Regions from separate parts of the Mus musculus genome. Here region 1 is linked to region 2. The links are chromatin contacts, called in public HiChIP or PLAC-seq maps. All regions are on one chromosome and are shown on one strand. The core of a region is the stretch at or near the end of the contact, and the rest is flanking DNA. Distances in the headings are between cores, read along the strand shown. Region 1 overlaps Map4k5 (mitogen-activated protein kinase kinase kinase kinase 5). Region 2 holds the start of 4931403G20Rik (RIKEN cDNA 4931403G20 gene).

The links. HiChIP or PLAC-seq counts read pairs in DNA pulled down with a chosen protein or histone mark.
Region 1: a contact with region 2 is called in an H3K27ac HiChIP or PLAC-seq map of embryonic fibroblasts, with 21 read pairs. The contact joins the enhancer-like site here to the promoter of 4931403G20Rik in region 2. A contact is called at or near these places in 1 of 15 datasets of contacts at CTCF or cohesin (the NIH/3T3 cell line), 22 of 484 Hi-C or Micro-C datasets (the HPC-5 cell line, the HPC-7 cell line, LSK cells and 16 more), 6 of 115 datasets of contacts at active chromatin or transcription factors (the HPC-7 cell line, the NIH/3T3 cell line, embryonic fibroblasts and 2 more) and 4 of 9 other capture datasets (adipose tissue, embryonic stem cells, liver and 1 more).

What each region holds. Positions count from the first base shown.
Region 1 is chr12:69,877,683-69,881,363 of GRCm38.p6, forward strand. All of the region lies in intron 1 of Map4k5 (mitogen-activated protein kinase kinase kinase kinase 5), which reads right to left. Among named protein-coding and RNA genes, the nearest start is that of Atl1, 14 kb to the right of the region's middle. Within about 2 kb of position 1,574, at least 123 of the 459 cell types and tissues checked have an H3K27ac peak or open chromatin away from gene starts, as enhancers often do. A contact at or near this core is called in adipose tissue, embryonic fibroblasts, embryonic stem cells and 5 more, where this site is marked.
Region 2 is chr12:69,842,393-69,845,611 of GRCm38.p6, forward strand. 4931403G20Rik (RIKEN cDNA 4931403G20 gene) reads left to right here and starts at 1,294. Exons shown (of 3, transcript NR_038173.1): 1 at 1,294-1,351; 2 at 2,973-3,072. Map4k5 (mitogen-activated protein kinase kinase kinase kinase 5) reads right to left here. Exons shown (of 32, transcript NM_201519.2): 10 at 1,964-2,026; 11 at 496-577.

The DNA of each region.
Region 1 (3,681 bases), core at 324-2,823, 36 kb after region 2:
ACTGAAAGTAGACTGAACCACTTTGGTTTTGCTCTTGTTGATTCATTGTTACTTTTATTTTCACAAACTAAAAAAAAAAATTGGCAAAAAAGCTATACAACTATCATAGAGTAAGATCTTGCTGTAAAAAAAAATTATAATGTCAGCCAACATGGTACTCCTCTGTCACCTTCCTACGGTAACCATGCTGACAGTTTCCAGTGTGTGCCTCCAGGCTTTGGATTAGGTTGGGTGGTTTTCTGTTTTGTTTTTTTTTTTTTTAAAGATTTACTTTTATTTTCTGTGCATGGGGTTCGCCTCACATATGGCTTACACCACCCACAGGCCTGGTGCTCACAGATATGAGAAGGACTCAGATCCTTGGAGCTGGACTGACATGTAGCTGCGAGCTGCCATGCGGGTTCTGGGAATCAACTGCAAGCCCTGTTGAAGAAGAGCCAGTGCCCTTAAGTGCTGAGCCGGCTCGGATTAGGCAGAGTTTTAAGAGTCTACACGCAGAGACACGGACAGTGCACATTTGTCTGTTCCTTACAGAGCTAAGCACATGATACAGCAATCTCTGCTCCTAGGCATGTACCCAAGTGAACCGAAAACTTACTTCTGCACACTGATGTTTATAGCAGCCAATCCATAATAAAATAAGACAGGTGACATTCATGATGTCACTCAATAGATAAATGGGTAACTGTGGTGCATCTACTGGTAATAAAGGCAGGAGCCAACAGGCCATGAGCACAGATGGAGGAGCCTTAAATAATGTAAACCGAAGAAGTCAACCTGAAGAAGCTATCAGTATAAACACAATAAGGTATAACCCCACCCAGAATAGAGCAGGATAGGAAGAGGCAGAGCTTCGGAAATGGGAAAACAACTACAACCACAACCACAACCTCCATACCAAACCCAACCAACCACAACAAAGGCCAAAGTTAAAGATATTATCTATCAGTGGTTAGCAAGAGAAATAAAGAGGGGGCGTGTAGAGGATTCTGGGGGCCGCCAAGGTTTTCTCTGAGAGGCTGCAACACTGGAAACACATCATCATGTGCTTTTCAAAAAGCACGCGCAGCGCCAGGAGCAAACCTTTATTTAAATGGAGGTACACACAGGCCTTCCACAAAAACGCAAGGCAACAAGGTGAACTTGAATACAGGTTAGGGATAGATAAATACATTCTATGTAACTGTCTGATCAACTTTGTAACTATAAAAATGCACAAGGATTAAGTCATCTGATAAGACACTTTCCAGAATTATTACTTAAAGAATATATCTGTTCAGACACATCAATTCTTAGTGTATAAACTGATGACACGGCTGCTCCTTGATATGATTAATGGGAGGTTTTTATTACAGATGAGAAAGAGAGAAACACATACATACACACACACACAGAGAGAGAGAGAGAGAGAGAGAGAGAGAGAGAAACAGTCAACAAAGAAATAGAGAGAGAGAGAGAGAGAGAGAGAGAGAGAAACAGTCAACAAAGAAATAGAATGGCCATGGTGGGCCAGAGGGAGGCTGCAAGAGAGGGCAGATTAGCAGAGCAGAGTATGGGAGGGGCAGCGGGTTAGAGGAGAATGAAGAGCAGTGGAGAGGAAAGCACAGAGCTGGAGGGAGTTTAGGGTAGGGGAGGAGATGCTGAGAAGGGCTAGGATGCTGGCCAGCTAAGACTGAAATGAGTAATGGGTGCTCTAGAGGCTGAGGGAGCCAGGAGGCCTGTGTGGGCTTTGATATGTTCATAGACACCACAGGTAGCCAGCCATAAATCCCTTCTACCAGAGAAAAGGGAAATCACTCCTGGAGGCAGAGAACCGGTTTCACAAGTTTCTGAGGAATGCTGGCTGCTATCTACCGACAGGAATGCTCCTATACCCCAGATGTGCTCATTTCTGGATACCTGGATTGCCTTGGGGGCTTGAGGGGTGGAGTTTCATTTGGACCGGGCAGGAACCAGTATAAACACACCATTTCAACTTAATAACTAAAGTGAAAAAAGTTATGCCCAAGGACTCCTTTTTTCTCCCCAGAGTGGCTCAGAAAGAAACAGAGCTTTGGAAAATTTGAAAACAACCACGGAAACTCAGAAAAATGGTATTTTAAAATCAGTTGTACTGTGTAGAAGCCAGAGTATATGTAGTTACAAAAGTAAAAGCAAAGAGCCACAAACTACAACCGTCACCGACAGAGACACTCAAATGTCAGCTTGCACTGGGAGACGGCTTTCTGTCGTCTCTGTAGGAAAGAACTGATGGGCAAATGTTTGTACTCGGTAATTTTCCAGCTGAATTTTTAAAACAGAAAGCAGTACCAGGCTCTTTTATAATGAAAGGCAAAGAGGCTTTCAGGGGGGGGGATGCCCATGTTCACACACACAGAGACTTTTCAGATTCAATTCAAATCAAGTGATCTTCCAGACACTTAACTATGCAATTTCACAATATAACCCAAAGCAGTACTGGATTTTGGAATACTGAATTGTAAACTCCAACACTCCCCTCCAGTGTACTGTGCTTTAAACTAACACAGAGAATTTGAAGATTTTGTACTGCTTACAAAATGAAATAAATTCCCACAGCACTCTACAAAGAAATCTTAATATATTAGTTCCTATATTAGCAAGTTATTTGTATAATACGCAGACAGGCATGGTAAGCACCCAGAAATTCAATACAATGGAATTAGGATAGTTATACATCTTAGTTAATTCTTACCAGATGGCTACTCAAATTATTACATGGAAAAAGATAAATTTATCTATAAAGTCATCTTACTCCACAGTAACTTTCTTCTTGCATACTTTTAGGGTTACAAAACTTTATGAAGCCAACTGAAGGCTTTGACTTCACTTCCTCCATTTTTTAAAAAAAAAATAACTAGAAAACAGGAGTCTCAATATTCAGTAAGGTTCTCTGTGTCCAGAAAGTGTTCGGTAGGGTCATCAGGTTTCCAGACCTCAGATGGAAGAACTGGAATAACACTACAAAAATTAACAACAGAGCATCTACAAGGTTTAAAGAAAGGAATAGTAGCTGGCTTATACACAAAAGAAGTAACTAATTGTGCCTCAGGCTTTAAAGTCCTATGTCCAATTCTTTAAGGACATTATTTTTTAACGAGTTCATTCATACCACAATACTACAGAGTACTTACTGTGTGCCAGGCACTGGTACTGGTACTAGTGATGTAATAGAACCTGTACTGTAGTCTTCAGGGAGTTTTTCCTGGTAGGGGGGCTACAAAAGTAGAGGGAGAATACACTAGAGTTGTATGAACTCTCGAACATTACAAAGCCTGGGGGTGTTCTCAGCCCAGGCTCAGTGCACTGGAGAAAAGGTTTCCAAGGGGGAAATAAATCCAAAATGAGATAACAGAAGAGATTTTCCGGGTGGTGGGAAAAGGTGCCATTACCCGGTTATGCATGGCAGAGTTCTGTGCAACACTCAAGGGCAGTTGAGTGACAGGATGGACAGTTCCAAGAAGTCAGTGTCTGCCACTAACTGGTCATAATAATGGTGAGAGGTAAGGACAGTCTGAAGCTCAGGACAGACTGTTGCACTCTCTGTTTTCCTCTAGCCATTACCCACTAACTTCTAGGCTTTTTCTCTGACAGCTTAACAACTAGCCCAGGCAATTCCCTCATTATCCCCACTCGCCACCACTCCTGCGGGAGTCCAACCTT
Region 2 (3,219 bases), core at 44-2,543:
GTTTCAAAACAGTAAGAAAAAGCATGTTATATAGTCACATCCATTCAATTCAGTTAAATCGTAGAGTTTTCTTAGGTTACTGTACATTACATATACATGTAGAATATATTATACATTTGCATAAATTAAGAAAGCAACTAATCTTAGATGATAAGATTTTGAAGAGTATTCTCAAAATGTAGCCTCAGCAAAATCTGGTGTCCTGACTACTTTTGTAAATAAAGTTTTCTTGGGGGTTAAAACTATGCCTATGTATGTATACTGTCTATGGGTACTTTTGTGTCAAACTGAATAGTTGTGATAGAAACTGTACAGACCATAAATATTTATGCAGATAGAAATATGTAGAGTCTTGTCCCTTACAGAAAGAACGTTGGTTGATGCCTGCATTCATCCCTGAGAGGAATAACAACCCAAGTTTTACAATGTCTACTTTTGTTTTAGTGACACACGTAGCTGCCGGGAGCCTCAGAACCCTGGGATCCAGTGACTTACAGTCAGAAGCCTTTCAGCAGTTGGTCTTTTCTTGGGGTTTTTAGTTAGTGCTATTTTGACAAAATTATGGAATGTCGATGACCTTCAAATAAAAAGAGACAGTATAAAAATATTTCACTTGTATTAGTTTTCTGCCGTTAGTATATAAAATCAACTTAGGAATAGTTAGAAAGTGAGAAACAAAGTCCCCTTTTTCCTTAGGCCTCTTAGTTCCTCTTACTTAGGCCAAAACCTCAACATGGACCACAGTCTGCCCTTGTACATTTGTGCAGCTGTTTTGTCTAAGTACTGTGTAATTAAACAGCAACAGGAACAGGTAACTTCAAACACCGCTCTACAGACAGAAGGCGGCAGGCCATGTCGAATGCATGGTTTAAGGTTCTCTTTCAAGGTGCTGTAAAAGCCAAATGCCCTTTTCTTATTGTTTAATTTACAGAGTGCTTTTGATTTCCATACTGAGTTAGATTACATGGAGAGTAGAGAGACTAATACAAGACAATTTAAATTCTAAAAGAATTTCTGGAATTCATAATGAAAGGGCAAAGAAAAATGAATGATTTTAGCAACCAAAAAGATGTCCCTGCTACCTGCATTGATGAAGCAGGGAGAGGGAGAAGCAAAAAATAAATAAATACATACATACATACATACATACAAATAAATTTAAAAAAAGAAGAAAGAAAAGAGAAAGAATTCTATTTTCATTACTAATAACAAACAGGCTTCTTTCTGACAGCGTCAAGATTCCACCAGGGGAAAATAGCTTAAGAACCAAGGAGGTTGCCATAGTAACCGGCCAAGACAACACAGCACATCTCAGCGGAGAGATGCCTCACTGTTCTGCCTGTGGTGACTTGTAAGTGACACTCGAGAAACGGCAGGAGACTGGTCGGGAGTCTCTGATGTTACCAGTGTCTCTGGAATCTGACCATGAACTCACTGTTGGTATACAGTATTTACTGTTTCTGAGTGGATATTAAGGCATTCTTGTCACAAAGTCCTCTAGTTCTAAAACGCTAGGAGCTTGGGGCCAGTGTCAGCACAGAAAGGCATACTACTGCGTGGCTTGCCCGTCATTCTTGCCACCACCCTAAGATGACCTTGCTCATAGACGAAGCTGTTCCCCTCAGGTTATAACACATAATGCCCTTCAGAGTCTACTCGAATCTGGAATCTCCCAGTATGGACTGTCTCATCACGCGCACTTTCCAAACCTTCACATATTCACATCTAGTCCCTTCCTCAGCACGTTTCTTTCACCCAGACAGCAGCACAGTGGAAAGTGGCTGCTTGGGAATGACAGGGATGTCTAGAATATAAACCTGGCTCCTTGCCACATGCTCACAGAGGGACGGACAGTCATGCACCAATGGGGTATGCGGCTCAACGCCTGCAAGCCCTGGAGTGGTCATCTAGAACGTACTGAACTGACTGCCGGATCTTCAGCACTGTGTAATCTGTAACTCACCATTTAGTTTTGTCCTTTAGCTTTGGAGGCTGGAAATTACTTTTTGACATTAAGAAGAGAGCCCTGAAACAGAAATTTCAGTTAAAGGCAATACTAAGATACTTCATCGTTGCAACCGACAGCCAGGATGAATATTCAGTTGTAAATTTGTGTAAGACTCCCTCATGGAAAGGCACTGAAGACATTGCTTTGGACATGGAATTTAAAAAAAAAGATTTATTTATTTTTATTTATATGAGTACACTGTAGCTGTCTTCAGACACATCAGAAGGGGGCATAGGATCCCATTATAGACAGTTGTGAGCCACCATGTGGTTGCTTGGAATTGAACTCAGGACCTCTGGGAGAGTAGTCAGTGCCCTTAACCACTGAGCCATCTCTCCAGCTAGGATATGGAATTTTTTAATATTTGTGTTTTGTTTTCTGATGACACGGGGTCAAGTCCTGGACTTTGTACTAGCCAGACAAGCACCTCTACTGCTGGGATGTGCCTCAGTCCTTAGCTTTTTTTGTGTTTTGGGAAGGTTCTGGAATACTTCTGCTAGCTTTAAAAAAGATCTTTAAATGTCAAACAGGCCCTTATTTATAAAACAAAGACATAAAATGTCAGTTTCATTACCACATGTACCTACATAACTCATACTATATTGCAGGCATATTTACATAATTGTGCCTTAGCTTATTACACAGCACTGACATGTTCCTTTAAAATTAAGTTATAGGTTTAAGCAAAGCCTGGCATCTATGATTCTGACAAATCATATCCATTTCCTGATGTCTCCGGTTTACAAGCTAACCTATAAGAGTACTCTATGAATTCACCTTTAAGAGAGAAAGGTCAACTTGCCCCTGAATATATGTGCAGTGTATGTGTGTGAATGTTCACCCCCGCACATGTGTGCAGTGTTTACCTTTCACATGTGTACAATGTATGAGAGTCTGCTTGCCCTGTGCATGTGTGCAGAGGGCTGTCTTCCTTTACTGTTCTCCATCTTCTTTTGGGGGACAGGGTCTCACATGGAACCCGGAGCTTTGTTTTGTCTAGAAAGGCTGCCCAGTAAAACTCCGGGGGATCTGCCTATCCCTGACACCCCAGCACGTGAGTTCAGGTACGTGGTGTCACGCCCAGCTTTTATAAGGGTGCTAAGCCTAGGTCTATAATTGTGTGCACAGTGAGGCATCACCGCAGACCCCCGAGCAGGTTTATGACATTATTTCTGAGCCCCTTACAGTACTTTTGCTAGTGTGATACAGGT